Linked DNA regions of Callithrix jacchus: region 2 is linked to region 1. A link is a contact called in public Hi-C data. All regions are on one chromosome and are shown on one strand. The core of a region is the stretch at or near the end of the contact, and the rest is flanking DNA. Distances in the headings are between cores, read along the strand shown. Region 1 overlaps ATP11A (ATPase phospholipid transporting 11A). Region 2 overlaps ATP11A (ATPase phospholipid transporting 11A).

What was found. Hi-C and Micro-C count contacts between places; a contact is called where the count stands out from the background.
Region 2: a contact with region 1 is called in a Hi-C map of skeletal muscle, with 2.5 times the contacts expected there. The contact joins two enhancer-like sites. A contact is called at or near these places in 2 of 3 Hi-C or Micro-C datasets (induced pluripotent stem cells and skeletal muscle).

What each region holds. Positions count from the first base shown.
Region 1 is chr1:28,161,315-28,168,920 of calJac240_pri, reverse strand. All of the region lies in intron 1 of ATP11A (ATPase phospholipid transporting 11A), which reads right to left. Among named protein-coding and RNA genes, the nearest start is that of ATP11A, 13 kb to the right of the region's middle. Within about 2 kb of position 2,615, at least 3 of the 16 cell types and tissues checked have an H3K27ac peak or open chromatin away from gene starts, as enhancers often do. A contact at or near this core is called in skeletal muscle, where this site is marked.
Region 2 is chr1:28,227,025-28,234,630 of calJac240_pri, reverse strand. The region is part of intron 1 of ATP11A (ATPase phospholipid transporting 11A); the gene reads right to left. Among named protein-coding and RNA genes, the nearest start is that of ATP11A, 79 kb to the right of the region's middle. Within about 2 kb of position 4,295, at least 3 of the 16 cell types and tissues checked have an H3K27ac peak or open chromatin away from gene starts, as enhancers often do. A contact at or near this core is called in skeletal muscle, where this site is marked.

The DNA of each region.
Region 1 (7,606 bases), core at 1,366-3,865:
GCTTCACAATGGATGAGACGGTAAACTTTATGTAAGTTTTGCCACAATAAAAAATTACCTATCAACCAATTTATTGTATAGTCATACAATAAAGCAATACATTTTTTTTTTTTTTTTTTGAGACCAAGTTTCGCTCTTGGTACCCAGGCTGGAGTGCAATGGCGCGATCTCGGCTCACCGCAACCTCCGCCTCCTGGGTTCAGGCAATTCTCCTGCCTTAGCCTCCCGAGTAGCTGGGATTACAGGCATGCGCTACCATGCCCAGCTAATTTTTTTGTATTTTTAGTAGAGACGGGGTTTCACCATGTTGACCAGGATGGTCTCGATCTGTTGACCTCGTGATCCGCCTGCCTCGGCCTCCCAAAGTGCTGGGATTACAGGCGTGAGCCACCGCGCCCGACCGCAATACATTTTTATAACGTTAAAAATCATCCAACTCTACCTACTATGTAACATTTTCCTCCTTTGGCCACATGTTAAACAAATTTAAAACATTACCAAAAAGCAACATATATGTTCTGTGTTTTGAGCAAGAAAACTAGAGGGGCACTCGACACCTGCTTAGGTCTTGGACCAGCTCTCAGCCCATCCCTCCTGGGGGTGAAGGAGCACAGGTGGCCTCTGTGTCTGCAGGCCCCGGGACTTCCTCTGCCCCGAGCTGTCATCTGGTGGCCTGCCCGTTTCTGTCCTCCACGCCCCTCCCTGACACCCCTCCCTTCTCACTTTGTCCCTGGCACCTCCTCACAGCCGGTGTGCCATATGCCACGTGCCTTCGATCCTTGCCCAGTCTCCAGGAGAGCCAGGACACACCTGTGCCTCTTGCTCCCCCACAGAATCTTCAGTGCATACAGCAGTCACTCAATGCATGTGGGATGAACATCAGCTGCTGAGCACCTACGTGCACTGAGACTGTCACACACCCTTCCCTGCAAGAATCCCAGTGGGTTTTCCTCGCTACAGATCACTCACTGCCCAGGGCTTGCACCTTGTATTTCCAGGTTACGTCACAGAAATGGTGAAAGGGGTTAAATAACATCAGAAATGAGGACAAAAGTAAACTCCAGCCACCATGACGGTCCGCCAGCTTTCTTTTTATGTGTGTTGCTTTCAGATTTATCCCAAAGTCCTTTATTACTGAAAAAAAGCACCTGTATACTCTACAGTTACCTAATATTTTAGTGGTTTGTCTCCATTTATCCAAGTGAAAGCCACCTCACTGCCCTTTCCAGAGAGAAAAGGCGGTGCAGCTTATTCCACATGCATGAGGCATTTTATCGGAAAGTGGCGAAGAACCTGTGGTCCCATTCCGGTCCCATTCTCCCTCAAATCTCCCATCCCACACAGCTGCGGTCCCACTGAAATCCCAAAGCCATTTCCACGTCTTCCCGGGCAGTCTGAGACCCTGGAAAACCACACCAAAATCTCCATGGCATTCCAGTGGCAGGACTTCACCGTCCCTAATCCTTGGCTGAAAATAGGTTGAAGGAAATCCTCTTTCCTCTGAAGCAGGAGATTATTTAATTACTTAGGCAGCCGCTTCCTTCCCAGGCAATGGTGAGCAACAAAACCAGAAAGAAAGAAGGAAACAGGCGAGCTGCTCCTGTATGTGAGCGGGTACAGAGGGACAGGGCACCCACAGCCCATATCAGACCCAGGTGAGCGCTCCTGTATGTGAGCAGGTACAGAGGGACGGGGCACCCCCAGCCCATCTCAGACCCAGGTGAGCTGCTCCTGTATGTGAGCGGGTACAGAGGGACGGGGCACCCCCAGCCCATCTCAGACCCAGGTGAGCTGATCCTGTATGTGAGTGGGTACAGAGGGACGGGGCACCCCCAGCCCATCTCAGACCCAGGCGAGTGCTCCTGTATGTGAGCGGGTACAGAGGGACGGGGCACCCCCAGCCCATCTCAGACCCATGCTAGTGCTCCTGTACATGAGCAGGTACAGAGGGAGGGGACACCCCCAGCCTATCTCAGACCCAGGCGAGTGCTCCTGTATGTGAGGGGGCAACCCCAGCCCGTCTCAGACCCAGGCTAGTGCTCCTGTACATGAGCAGGTACAGAGGGAGGGGACACCCCCAGCCCGTCTCAGACCCAGGCTAGTGCTCCTGTACATGAGCAGGTACAGAGGGAGGGGGCACCCCCAGCCCATCTGAAATTCTCACGTGCCCCAGATACAAACCTGAGTTGTGCTCCACTCTGCAGTCAGAGTCTCCCCGCCCACAGTGGTTTCCAGGTAAGACAACAAGGGGCAGAGCAGCCATGGCAGCCCTGGGCTTCCAAAAGCATCTAAACCATTTGTACTTTCTGCTGAGGGCTGGAGCCACGGGGCCTTGCATTTTCAGTCAAAAAGAGTGCAAAGCATCCAAAATTTTTCCAGCAGTCACCAGAGACCACCCTAAGTACTGACTGAGAGGGGAGCAGCAACGATGTTTATCTCTGAGTGGTGCACACAGTAACCTGGGCAGGCACCTGGTTAAAGTAATGATGATTTAAAAAGACCCTAACCCAGACAGTTGGACACAGCTGGCTTGGGAACTCACTGCTTGCCTTGAGAACCCACGTGATGGCTGACGTGTGGGTGGTGTGGCACGGGCACCGTCCCAGGATTCCCCTGCCGTGGACAGCAGGGAGCAACATGCTCTGTTGTTCTAATCAGGTGCAACTTCCGACCAGCACGATCCAATTTTGCCAAAGGGAAGACGTCATCCGCCACACACGCAGGTGAACACAGTATGGGCTCCACAAAGCAGTTCCAGGCACTGGAAGAACTAGATCATGATCCACAGCCTCCGAGTTCACCGAGCAGACAGGCCCAATCCCACTTTGTGACGTAAACCCTAACATCTGTCTTGTCAATGAGCCAGATGCCACATGTCTGGATGTAGTGCAAAAACCAAAGCAACGTGTTACAGAATCGTTTTAACACCAGCCACCTCTCCCTCACCAGCCTTCTCCAGGAAAACAGTAAATAAATAAGCAGGAAGAAGAAGGTGGAAATACACAGGACCTAAGAGCCCATCTAACCATGGCAAGTGTGGTCTGTCACATCTAACAAGGGTCAAACCGGCTAACTCTGCTCCACTGCTTGAAAAATGACCCATTCCCACTAAATCATTATGTTGAGTCCTTCCAGATTCCGTGGAACACCTATTCCACAAAGCAGCAGACAAGACTGGATGTGTTTTGCAGACTGTCCTCTTCGCCATCCAAACGGTGCCTCTGCCACCAGCACACTGCTGTGGCTAAACTGTGATCCCCTCAAAAATCTCATGTTGACGCCTTAAGCAGTGATGTGACTGGATCTGAAGACTGGGCTTTTAGGAGGTAATTAAGATTAAATGAGGTCATGAGGTCTGTGTCCTAATCACACAGGACTGATGTGTAACCACGAGAGAAGAAGGAGAGTTTTCTCTCCCACTCTGGGAGGACATGGCCACCTGTCCCCCAGGAAGGGCCCTCACCATGCGGACACCCTGATCTGATTTCCAGCCCCAAGAGCTAGAAGAAATAAATTTCTGCTGCGTATGCCACGCAGCCCGCAGTACTGCTGCAGCTGCCAAGCTCTCTGCGACACACGAGCACCTGTTCAGCTCCACGCTGGGTTGATAGGTGCTTCAACAACAGTAAAACATTCAAGTTTGCAACCTCAGGCAAAAGCATCTCCGAGAATCACGTCATAAACAATACGCCAGGTTTTCATAATGAAAGATATTCGTTCTGTAGTCACATTCTTAGCATCTGCTTTCTCAGTCATCAAGCCTGTGTGTTTATATGATTCTCACTTCGTAAACAGCCAGTGACCTCGCTGGTGAGACACAGAGAAAAAGCTGGAAGATGGCAAGGCCGAGTGCCACGGCGGGACTCTGCGTGACACACACACTGTCCGCTCTTCAGGCAAAGCCCTCAGACCCACACCCTTGGTCACCTCGCTCTCATGCACATGAGTGGGACAAGCTTAGTTATCGCTTTCGACATGAGCGCACCTGAGGGGACAGAGATCAGGATGAAGAAAGCCCTGAGGGACGAGCATTTCTCACAGAGAGAGGAGCCCAGTGGAGGCCATGCACAGAACAGCAGAGAGCAGGGACGAGGAGCCCGCAGAACACAAGGACCCTCCCTGGCATAGGGCCTGAGGCTGAGGGAGATGACACCACACACACGGCGTGCAGCCTTCAGAGGCCCTGCTTCCCATGGAACATGCAGGAGAAGCTGCTGACGGCATGGTGGGCCTCCACACGGTTGCTACGCTGTCTATACTTAGAGGTTTTTTTTTTTTGAGACAGAGTTTCGCTCTTGTCACCCAGACTGGAGTGCAATGGTGTGATCTCGGCTCACTACAACCTCCGCTTCCCAGGTTCAAGCAATTCTCCTGCCTCAGCCTCCCAAGTAACTGGGATTACAGACGCCTGCCACAACACCCAGCTAATTTTTGTATTTGTAGTAGAGACGGGGTTTCAGCATGTTGGTCGGCCAGGCTGGTCTTGAACTCCTGGCCTCAGGTGATCCGCCCACCTGGGCCTTCCAAAGTGCTGGGATTACAGGTGTAAGCCACTACACCCAGCTGTACTTGGAGTGTTTTTCCACACTGTGACAAGAGGATGAACCCTGCTACTAGCAACGCCTGTCTCCATCCATCTTCCAGGCACACGAGCGCTCAGGAACCACCGTGGATAACAGCGGGCCCGTCCGCAGGATGCTGAGACACAAGCACAGTGCCGGGGGGACACTCAGAGGAAAAGCGCATCGCGGAACCTCCTCACACCTGAGTCCGCTGCTGGCGTCATAAATGCATTGACAAATAATGTTTTATAGGAAAGCATCAGTGTCCTGAACATCTGCTGTGGACCAGACCGTCCTCTGACACTTCCTTCAGCTTCTGTGATTCCCAGCATGGCAAAGGTCAGGCCAACTTGTAAGTTTTCCCTCAAAGGGTAGAAGATGGTTCCTGCAGTCTATAATCTTTTCCATTTTTTTTTTTTTTTTTTTTTTTTTTGAGACAGAGTTTCGCTCTTGTTACCCAGGCTGGAGTGCAATGGCGCGATCTCGGCTCACCGCAACCTCCGCCTCCTGGGTTCAGGCAATTCTCCTGCCTCAGCCTCCCGAGTAGCTGGGATTACAGGCACGCGCCACCATGCCCAGCTAATGTTTTGTATTTTTAGTAGAGACGGGGTTTCACCATGTTGACCAGGATGGTCTCGATCTCCTGACCTCGCGATCCACCCGCCTCGGCCTCCCAAAGTGCTGGGATTACAGGCTTGAGCCACCGCGCCCGGCCAATCTTTTCCATTTTTAAGTCAAAACTAAACACAGCTTGACTGCCAAATGCCAGGCACGGCCAAGACGCCTCGAAGGTACTAACTGTGTGCCTGACCTAACTGCAGAGCATGTGCAGACCTATGCATGCAGCAACAGTATTTAACGCACCTGCAACTCCCAGACAACACCCCAGAGTTCTCCCCTCCTCGCTGGGATGGGTCCCTGTACAGGGGACGTGGAGTAATCACAGTAGAGAGGACCAAGGAGATGGCGCGGTGGACTCGAGTTTCTGGGTATTCTGCACCTTCGGGTGCCACTCCCAGGTGACCGCCAGCCACTCCCGTCCCCCCACGTCCTCCAGAAAGGGCTGTGGCGATGTGTGGGTCGGCTGATCCGTCAGCAGCTGAACCAGGCCCAGCCCCTTCTCCACAGCATGAACGGGGAAAGCTCACTACTTAGTCACACGGGGAAGAGAGGGCGGGAGAAGCAGGTCTGAGCCCACATGTGGAGATGGATTCAGGAGTGGTGGGGATGCCAGTAAAGAACTGCCCGGGATGCCTGGCACGGGGACAAGTCCTGAAGCAGCCGCCGGCCCCTCAGGACAAGGCAGGTGACAAGCAGAAGAGGGCATATGGCAGGAGTGGTGGGCCCTGGGTTCAGGCCCCTGTGGTGGGGTGGCCGCAGAACTGGCTAAGCTGGGACACTTCTGCGTGTGAAAGGGACGCTATGCATGATGATGAATGATGTGAGGACAACAGGCAAGACCTGGGGCCGAACTGGGCCAGGAGGGTGCTCACTCGCCCTTCACAGGGTGCAGGCCACGGCGGGGAAAGCAAGGTCAGAGCCGGGCAGAAAGGCCCGTGCCCACCCATCAGCCTCAGCACCAGGGGCCTGCGAGACCTGGCTGCCCTGTTACAGGATGGCACGGTGCTCCTTCACAGGGCTGTCGTGAAGATCCAGAGAGGCCGTGGATACCAGCCTTGGGGAAGGAAGGACCCGGGCTCTGAGACACGTCAAACAGCAGCCCCTTCTCCCCTGGAGCAGCCCTGCCTGTCCCAGGCCGCGTCCCGGAAGAGCCACAGCACGGACCACGGGTGACCCTCTCACCAGCCTCTCCTCCCCTTCCTGCATTGTGGGGTGGGGGTGAGCAGACCCAGGACAGAGACGCCTCGCCAGGCGCACGTCTTCACATCTTTGTTGAACGTGTAATTTCCATCTTCGCCGAATGCGAAACTCAACAAATTAAGCCTTTGATCAAACCGTCTTTTTCATATGTAACAAACCTTCTCTTTAAAATCTTTTATCTTCGAACCAGGAAAAACGATCTTATTTTTGTTCCCTTCCCAAGCCAAAGAAAAAAAATTTACAAAAAAGTACCTTTGGCCGGGCGCGGTGGCTCAAGCCTGTAATCCCAGCACTGTGGGAGGCCGAGGCGGGTGGATCACGAGGTCAAGAGATTGAGACCATCCTGGTCAACATGGTGAAACCCCGTCTCTACTAAAAATACAAAAAATTAGCTGGGCGTGGTGACGCGTGCCTGTAATCCCAGCTACTCAGGAGGCTGAGGCAGGAGAACTGCCTGAACCCAGGAGGCGGAGGTTGTGGTGAGCCAAGATTGCGTCATTGCACTCCAGCCTGGGTAACAAGAGCAAAACTCCGTCTCAAAAAAAAAAAAAAGTACCTTTGTCACTTGAGATGTGACAAAAACTGGCAGCCCTTCCCTGAGATATTTTTACGGCACTTTACAATGTATTACAATGAAAAGTGTAGGTAAAGTGTAATTTCACTGTCTGAAATTACAAGGTTATTTTCACGTCCATTAACAAAGGTTCATTTGATCCTTACCACCCAGGGAAGGAGGGACAGCAAATGCCGTGAGCGAGTTTCATTTTACAGCTGCACCTGGAGGCGACATGAATGACTCAGAGCACAGCCAGGTGGTCACAGGCTGCCCAGAGGGAGGCTGCACAGGGGCCAGTGTGGACCCTCAGCCGGCCAAAGCATGTGCAGGTAAGGTGCTGGCAGGCTCAGCCTCCACCGACGGCATCATTTGTGAAATGCGCTATTCCCAAATCAGCAGAAGTAACACACACAGAAGTTAAAACACTGCTTGGGCTGGGTGCAGTGGCTCACGCCTGTAATCCCAGCATTTTGGGAGCCTGAAGCGGGCAGATCACCTGAGGTCAGGAGTTTGAGACCAACCAGACCAACATGGAGAAACCCCGTCTCTACTAAAAATACAAAATTAGCTGGGTGTGGTGGTGCACGCCTATAATCCCAGCTACTTGGGAGGCTGAGGCAGAATTGCTTGAACACAGGAGGCAGAGATTGCAGTGAGCTGAGATCGC
Region 2 (7,606 bases), core at 3,046-5,545, 64 kb before region 1:
ACAAGGTGGCACTTTACAAAAGGGCTGCAGCTTGCCAGAGGCTGGAGGATGCCTTTCGAGTGTCCCTTCAGAGGGCAGGGAGAGCGGGCAAGGACTCCTGGCCACCGGCTGAATGCCCGGCACCGGCTTGGGACTCGTACAGCTTGGGAAAGCAAAATTCTCCATGGGAGGAGAAGCACGGTGGGCTTGGTTGATACAGAGAGGGTGACATTTCCATTGCTCAGGTTAATTGGTAAATAAAATACATGAAAACATTAGGGCAGGGTGACACCATGCAAACTGCTGCAGATGGTCCAGGCCACTGCAAGGGGTTTACAGCCTGCATTCTGTTCTGGGGGGCGTTGGTGGGGCAGGGCTGGAGGCTCCACAGCTCATCAGAACCCAGAGGCAATGAGAAACAGCCTCATGGCACCCTCTGGGGAGGGAGATGGATGGGCCACAGCCTGGGGCAGTAGCTCAAAGGCCATAGCTCTCAGGCTCTGGGAGGGTCCCGAGTTCTGCCAGACACAGATCACAGTGGGCCAGGCCTTCCCTGAACAGCCCACATGGAACATACACAGTCCTCAGCTTTCAAAGCAGAGCATCCATGATGCCAATGATATATGATTAGAGACTGTACCTGGAATAAAGAATGAGTCAAACTCAAAAATAGAAAGACAAGGCAGAATTTCTCTGGAGCTGTGCAAATGGCCAAGCCCAGGAGAGGACGCAGAGCACCCTTAGTCAGCAGGGAAAGGTGGGACGACTCCACCATGTGCCAGAGCCAGGCGCAAGACCTCAGGCTGCTGACTCCATCCATAAGAAGTGTCTACACGGGCAAATGTGTGGCAACAGAACGTGGATTAGCGGCTGCCCAGGGCTGGGCTGGGGTGTGGGGGGAGGGGAGCTGGGGACAAGGGCTTGGGAGAGCCTGGTACTGGGGACGGGGTTTCATTTTAGGGTGATGAAAATGTTTTAGAATTAGATTGTGGTGATGTTGCGTAACTTGGTAAATATAATAAAAAGCATCAAATTGTTTAAGTGGCTGATTTTATGATACGGCAGTTAAATTTCAACAAAGCTTTCTCCCTACGAACTTGCGACAGGCCGGGCACTGCTCGCTGCCCTGCCTCCCAAAACAGCCCCGCCAAGGTCGCGCCAGGTCAGCAGCCTCGCCGCTGGAACCTCCTACCTGCCCGTCTTCTGCACAAAGGTGGGCTTCTCTTGGTTTTCGTGTAAGCAGCATTTTTAAAGTTTAGTTTTTATGTATAGCGCATACAGCAGTGTTGCCATAACAAACTCCATCTTAGAAAAAGACTGTTTTACCTTTCATAGGGCACTTTGTCAATAAAGATAAGGTGATTTGCTTAACAAATAAATAAAAAGACAGTCTCCAACTGGAAAGAACACAAAACGCGCACTCCTGCACTGTCAGTCCTTGCGGGAGGACACTGCCTCAGTCACCCGTGGTAGGCACTGGGCACCTGCCCCGCAGGCTGTGCCACCTCAGACTCCTCCTGGAAGACCAGGGACCACCCCGCCCAGCCCGGGATCCTTGTGTCTGCTTCCCTCCCCGCAGACCTGATCACTAACCCTTCCTCCCATCTCCTTTTTCTCTTGAAGTTAAATGTTTCTTTGTTTCTTGCTCAGTGCTGATAACATTTATGTATCGATTAGGTATACTATCATTCTGGCTTACGATACTGACAAATGTGTGCCTGCAGCTGGGACTGCCGAGTGACAAGAAGCACATGCAGGTCCCGGCTTTCGTGACTGAAATAAGGTCAACAAAAGCCTCATGCTATAGAAAGACATGAACACACGTGGACCCGGTCATCTCTCACCTTGCACCACTCATGACAAGTGGGTAAAAGTGAGCCCAGTAAGTTTCCAAAGGAATGTGCCTAAGAGAAGAGAAACCAGAAAAAAAAAGAGATTATTCCCAAAGGAAGAAGAGAGAAATGGCGGAGGATAAGCACCAGGCGGCTGCGTCCTCCAGGGTTAACCAAGGAAAGCGACGCCGCCCACCAGGGCCATCACTCCGATCCAATCACCTGCGCCGTCCCAGACCCCAGCACACAGCCCAGGGCGGGGGGATTCCAAGGTGCCTCTGTCTGGCGCACACAATTCCTCCCCTTCTGCAGCAGTGAGGGCAAGATGTTTCAGCACTTGAAGTTCCATCAGAAAATGGCTGGATTCCCTGAAACAACCAAGTCTCCACAGTGGGTCACGCGTGGGTCATGCCTCCAACCACCTCACCATCAACTCTGGTGGGTCTGGGACGCGGCACCAGCCAGGTTGGAATGGGGTTGTAAGCGCGCAGGGACAAAGATTTTGTTAAAACAGGATGAAAACCAATTTTAGCCAGTGTTAGTCACCTAATGGAAGTTTCACATTTCAGCTGAGACAACCAAAACCTATTAGCTGATTACCCTGTGGGCAGAACAGAAGCAAAGCCAGCCAGCCTCAACCACCAGATCAATGTTTATAGGGCGATTCCTCCTAATGGCCGGTTTTCACATTACAGGTATCCAGTGACACAGCGACTTCTTGTTCTGCTGTCTGTTTATAGCTTCAAACAGCAACGTTTCTTGTTTGATGGTCAGAAGATTGTGGGCACTCAGGCGTTTCTAAAAATAGGCTTCCTCCTGACCTGCCAGCCCTGCCACCTCACAGTCCAGGGAAGCAGCTCATGGAGCCTGTGCCTCTGCCTGCCCATCTCTCGGTGGCTCCGGGAGTGCCCGGGTCCCTCCCCTCAGGTGGGCGAGGGGTGGCCTCCTCCTGGCCCCTCAGGTGGGTGCGGGGTGGCCTCCTCCTGGCCCCTCGGGTGGGCGCGGGGTGGCTTCCTCCTGGCCCCTCTGAGGGGCATGGGGTGGCTTCTGTTTTCGCATGTGGGACTTGTTCAGGTGACATAAATGCAAGCAAGCCCTCCACAGGTGCACTGCGTTTCCACCGCCGTGCTGAGATGCGTGGCTGTCTCCCACCTTCACCCTGGCAGGCAGGCAGGCAGGGTCCAGGGTCTGTGCTGAGATGCGCGGCTCTCTTCCACCTTCATCCCAGCAGGCAGGCCGGGTCCGGGGTCTGTGCTGAGGCCTCACACAGGCACGTCCCTCCCTCTGTCCGCCATGGTCTGAGCCACTGGCATCTGCTGGGGCAGGATCCGAAGCTCCGCTGGTTTTCCCCACACTCATCACTCATGCTAATGACTGGATTTCTCTCCTTCCTTTTTTCCTTTTTATTCCCCCAAACAAACCTCAAGTATTTTCAAGGCTCTTGGTGGCATATTCCTGCCATGAGATATTTTTCACACACAATCACTTGGGTCACGGTGATCCACGGAAGCACAGGGACGTCCATTTGATCTGGAAACAGTCAAGCCGGCTGGGAAACGCCGAATGCCGGAGGACCTAGACCATCATTTAATGGGTCCAGAACTGAAATAAAAATACACATTCTCACCCCAAATCATTCTCGGCCTACTCTGGATTGCCTAATTCTGAGAGTTCACAGCAGTGGGAAGAAACACAGAGCTCCCTAAGGGTTCAGACACAGGAGAGGAGACAGAGGAGAAGGGCTGGCGACTGAAGCATCACTTGGAGTCCACGGGCACGTCTGGGATCAAGAGGACGCAGTTAGGACGGACTCTGCAGGACTCGTGAAAGGCAGCAAGAGAGAAGATCACACTGACTTCATCAATCCACCCTCTGTTTTGACAGACGTGCATTTCTGACCGGACTGCTTGTGAGGCAGCAGCCGTGGCCAACATGCTTCCGTTTACAGTGTGTGGGAATGTGCAGGGAAGCGATCAGACCTGCTTCCAAGGCTCTGAGCCGGCCTCAGCGCGCTGCCTTCACGCCGTCTGTCGGGACAGAGATGCCTCCCTCACTGTAGGGCACTGGGCAGGCTCACCCATCCCTCTGCTAGAAATCAGCAGCTTCCCCTCAGAATCCGGCTGGTGCATTTCTCTTGGCCACGTGTTTCTGCCTGTAACTGAGGCTCATCTCACCTGGAAAACCAGGGTGGCAATGACACTGCTGAGTTATGGGCCAGTTCTGGAGAAGCTGGGAGAACTATAAGCTTAGGCCTGAAGGTTTGAGACCAAGCTCCCTGCTCCAGCGTGCAGAAGAGAACCCGGTTTTGGCTGTGGCCAAAGAGGAAGCACAACAAAGAGGCCACAGCTGCTGGGGACCTGGGTCACAGGTACATAACTCCTTCAGTTTACCCCCCAACGCAGCGGGCAGAGGGTCATGAGCCATTGGCCAGGACAACCGTCCTGGGAGCCCCAGGGCTGAGGCTGTGCTGCACCTGCTGTGCCTCTGCACCTCAGAGAGGAGGGTGGGGCTGGGAGGTCCTAGGCTCAGTTTGGAGCTCAGCCCCAGCTGACTCAGGAAGAGAAAGGAAGCCTGGGCATGGGGCAAGGTAGGAGCCTGGAAGGAGGAGCTGGGAGGCAGCCCGTGGTGCCCCGTCACTGCTCCCCATCTCCTGACATGCAAACCTGCCCCCAAAGCAGTCCTGACCACAAACACCTCCCCATCAATCGCAGAAATACACTGGAGTGTGTCCCCAGTTACTGATGCCACAGTGCAGCCTCTGCTGCCCCTCAAAAATGAACCGCAGTGAAGACAGGAGAGCACCAGGAAGCGGGAACATAGGCCCGGGAGGCGGAAGGGCAGCAACTCCGCCCTGAGGACCCGCCGAAACCAAGCTGCAGGAGAGATGTGCCAGCCTCAGCCCCAGACCTCCAGATTCTTCCCACGCCACCAGAAAACACGGGGTCACCCACGAGCCCAGCAGGAACACCGAGTGATTGCTGCATTTATTTCCCACGACTGAGTCCCTCCTTCTAACGATGAATTAGCCAGAAAACTAAGCAAGCATATCCCAATTCACAAACACAAACATGTTAGTACACATGTCGCCTTTTGAGAAATGGAAATTATATACCTTCCAAATGCATTATAGGCAGATTTCCAAAATATTGAATATCTATCTAATGAAGACAACTGCGGGACTGTGAGTCAGTAATTACAGCCTGCTGTTTAGTGAAAATACGGGCAAACTGGAGAACAGCATACACGGAACCACTCCAGACACCGCGGTTCAGCTGGCGACAGTCTGCGAATGCACCGCCTGCAATCCAGTGGGCACCCGGATCCCCAGGCTGAGACTCCACTGTGGGGACGGCACGGCGTCCGCTGGAGAAGCCGAGGCTGCCCCACGGCCAGCACTGATGCCAAGTCCACAGAGCAAAAGGCCACAGACAGCAGAGGTGCAAGTGGAAGACGCTGCTGTGGAGCTGGAGGCAGGTGCCCGGGGCTGCCTGTTGTGTCTGGCGTGGCTCATCACAGGGCCGCCCTGGCAATGGCGGGCCCCATGCCATCTTGGGAGGCCAGAATAAAAAGAAGGATGGCTATGAGACACTAGGAGGAAGGCAGAGAGGGGAATTCTTAGAAGCAAACAGGCACCTGGAAAACCTTCAGGAGAAAGGAAAGAAATGGGAGGACATGGATCCCAGGGGTGATGGTGCCATCACCAAAGCCACCACCAAGCCAGGCCAGAGAGCAGTGACCAGAGAAGGGCATGCTATGACCAGTGCTTGCTGGGAAAGTGAGGAGCCGGATGGGGTTCCCCACCCAGCAGCAAAACCACAAGTCCACGAGCCACGCCTAAGTGCTGCGGGGGGTCTGCACACAGGCACTGCCACAGAGCAGGCGACAGTACGGGCCTCAAGCCAAGCCCCCTGGGCAGGTGCGCTCACACTCTCGAGTCCTAGACCAGAGCTCTGAGAGATTTCAGAGTCTGCAGGGTTCATATTGACATCATTGGCCAAATGGGGAAAGTAAAGCAACTTTAAAAAAAAATGCTCTATGTTCTGGGCTGCATGTGCAGAATGTACAGGTCTGTCACATAGGTATACATGTGAGTGGTTGGCTGCACCCATCAATCCGTCATCTACATTAGGTGTGTTTCCTAAAGCTCTCCCTCCCCTGCCCCACACCCCTTGACAGGCCCCAATGTGTGATGTTTCCCTCCCTGTCCATGTGTTCTCATTGTTCAACACCCACTTATGAGTAAGAACATGTGGTTTTGGTTTTCTGTTCCTGTGTCAGTTTGCTGAGAATAATGGTTTCCAGCTCCATCCACATCCCTGAAAAGGACACGAACTCATCCTTTTTTATGGCTGCATAGTATTCCATGTTGTATATGTGCCACATTTTCTTTATCCAGTCTATCATCGATGGACGTTTGAGTTGGTTCCAAGTTTTTGCTATTGGGAACAGTGCTGCAGTAAACATATGTGCACATGTGTCTTTATGGAATGATTTATCGTCCTTTATGTATATACCCTGTAATGGGATTGCTGGGTCAAATGGTGTTTCTGGTTCTAGATCCCTGAGGAATCAGCGCGCTGCCTTCCGTAGCGGCTGCACTAATTCACACTCCCACCAGCAGCGTATGTGCAGTCTCCCGATAAAAAGCCGCTATCGGCAGCGCCGGTGCTCACTCTGGAGCCCTGGACTAGACAGACAGACTTCAGGGTGGGGCGACCAACGCCACAGTGCAGCAACCTCTTATTATGAGACTGCACATAAGAAGAATGTAATGTCCTCTCTTCAGAGTAAGAGTCACTCACACACGCATCTTTAAAAAGCCAATTATGTATAGATGATCAGACAGTAACAGGTAGTCTGTGGTTAGGCAAACAGCTGGCTCCCAACAGCACCTCCTCACCTTCCCACAGGAGCCTCCAGCAACCCCACATCCTCCCCACCTTCCCACAGGGGCCCCCAACACTCCCACATCCTCCCCACCTTCCCACATGAGCCCCCGGCACCCCCACATCCTCCCCACCTTCCCACATGAGCCCCCAACACTCCCACATCCTCCCCACCTTCCCACAGGGGCCCCCAACACTCCCACATCCTCCCCACCTTCCCACAGGGGCCCCCAACACTCCCACATCCTCCCCACCTTCCCACAGGGGCCCCCAACACTCCCACATCCTCCCCACCTTCCCACAGAGGCCCCAACACTCCCACATGCTCCCCACCTTCCCAAAGGAGCCCCCAATACCCCACATCCTCCCCACCTTCCCACTGGAGCCAACAACCCCACATTCTCCCCACCTTCCCACAGGGACCCCCAACACCCCCGCATCCTCCCCACCTTCCCACAGGAGGCCCTGGCACCCCCACATCCTCTCACCTTCCCACAGAAGCCCCTGGTACCCCCACATTTTCCCCACCTTCCCACAGGAGTCCCCAATACCTTCACATCCTCACCACCCTCCCACAGGAGCTCCCAACACCCCCACATCCTCACCACCCTCCCACATGAGCCCAACACCCCCACATCCTCACCACCTTCCCACAGGAGCCCCCAATATCCCCATGGCCTCCCCACCTTCCCACAGGGGCCCCCAACATCCCCACATTCTCCTCACCTTCCCACAGGGGCCCCCGGCACGCCCACATCCTCTCACCTTCCCACAGAAGCCCCTGGTACCCCCACATTTTCCCCACCTTCCCACAGGAGTCCCCAATACCTTCACATCCTCATCACCCTCCCACAGGAGCTCCCAACACCCCCACATCCTCACCACCTTCCCACATGAGCCCCCAACACC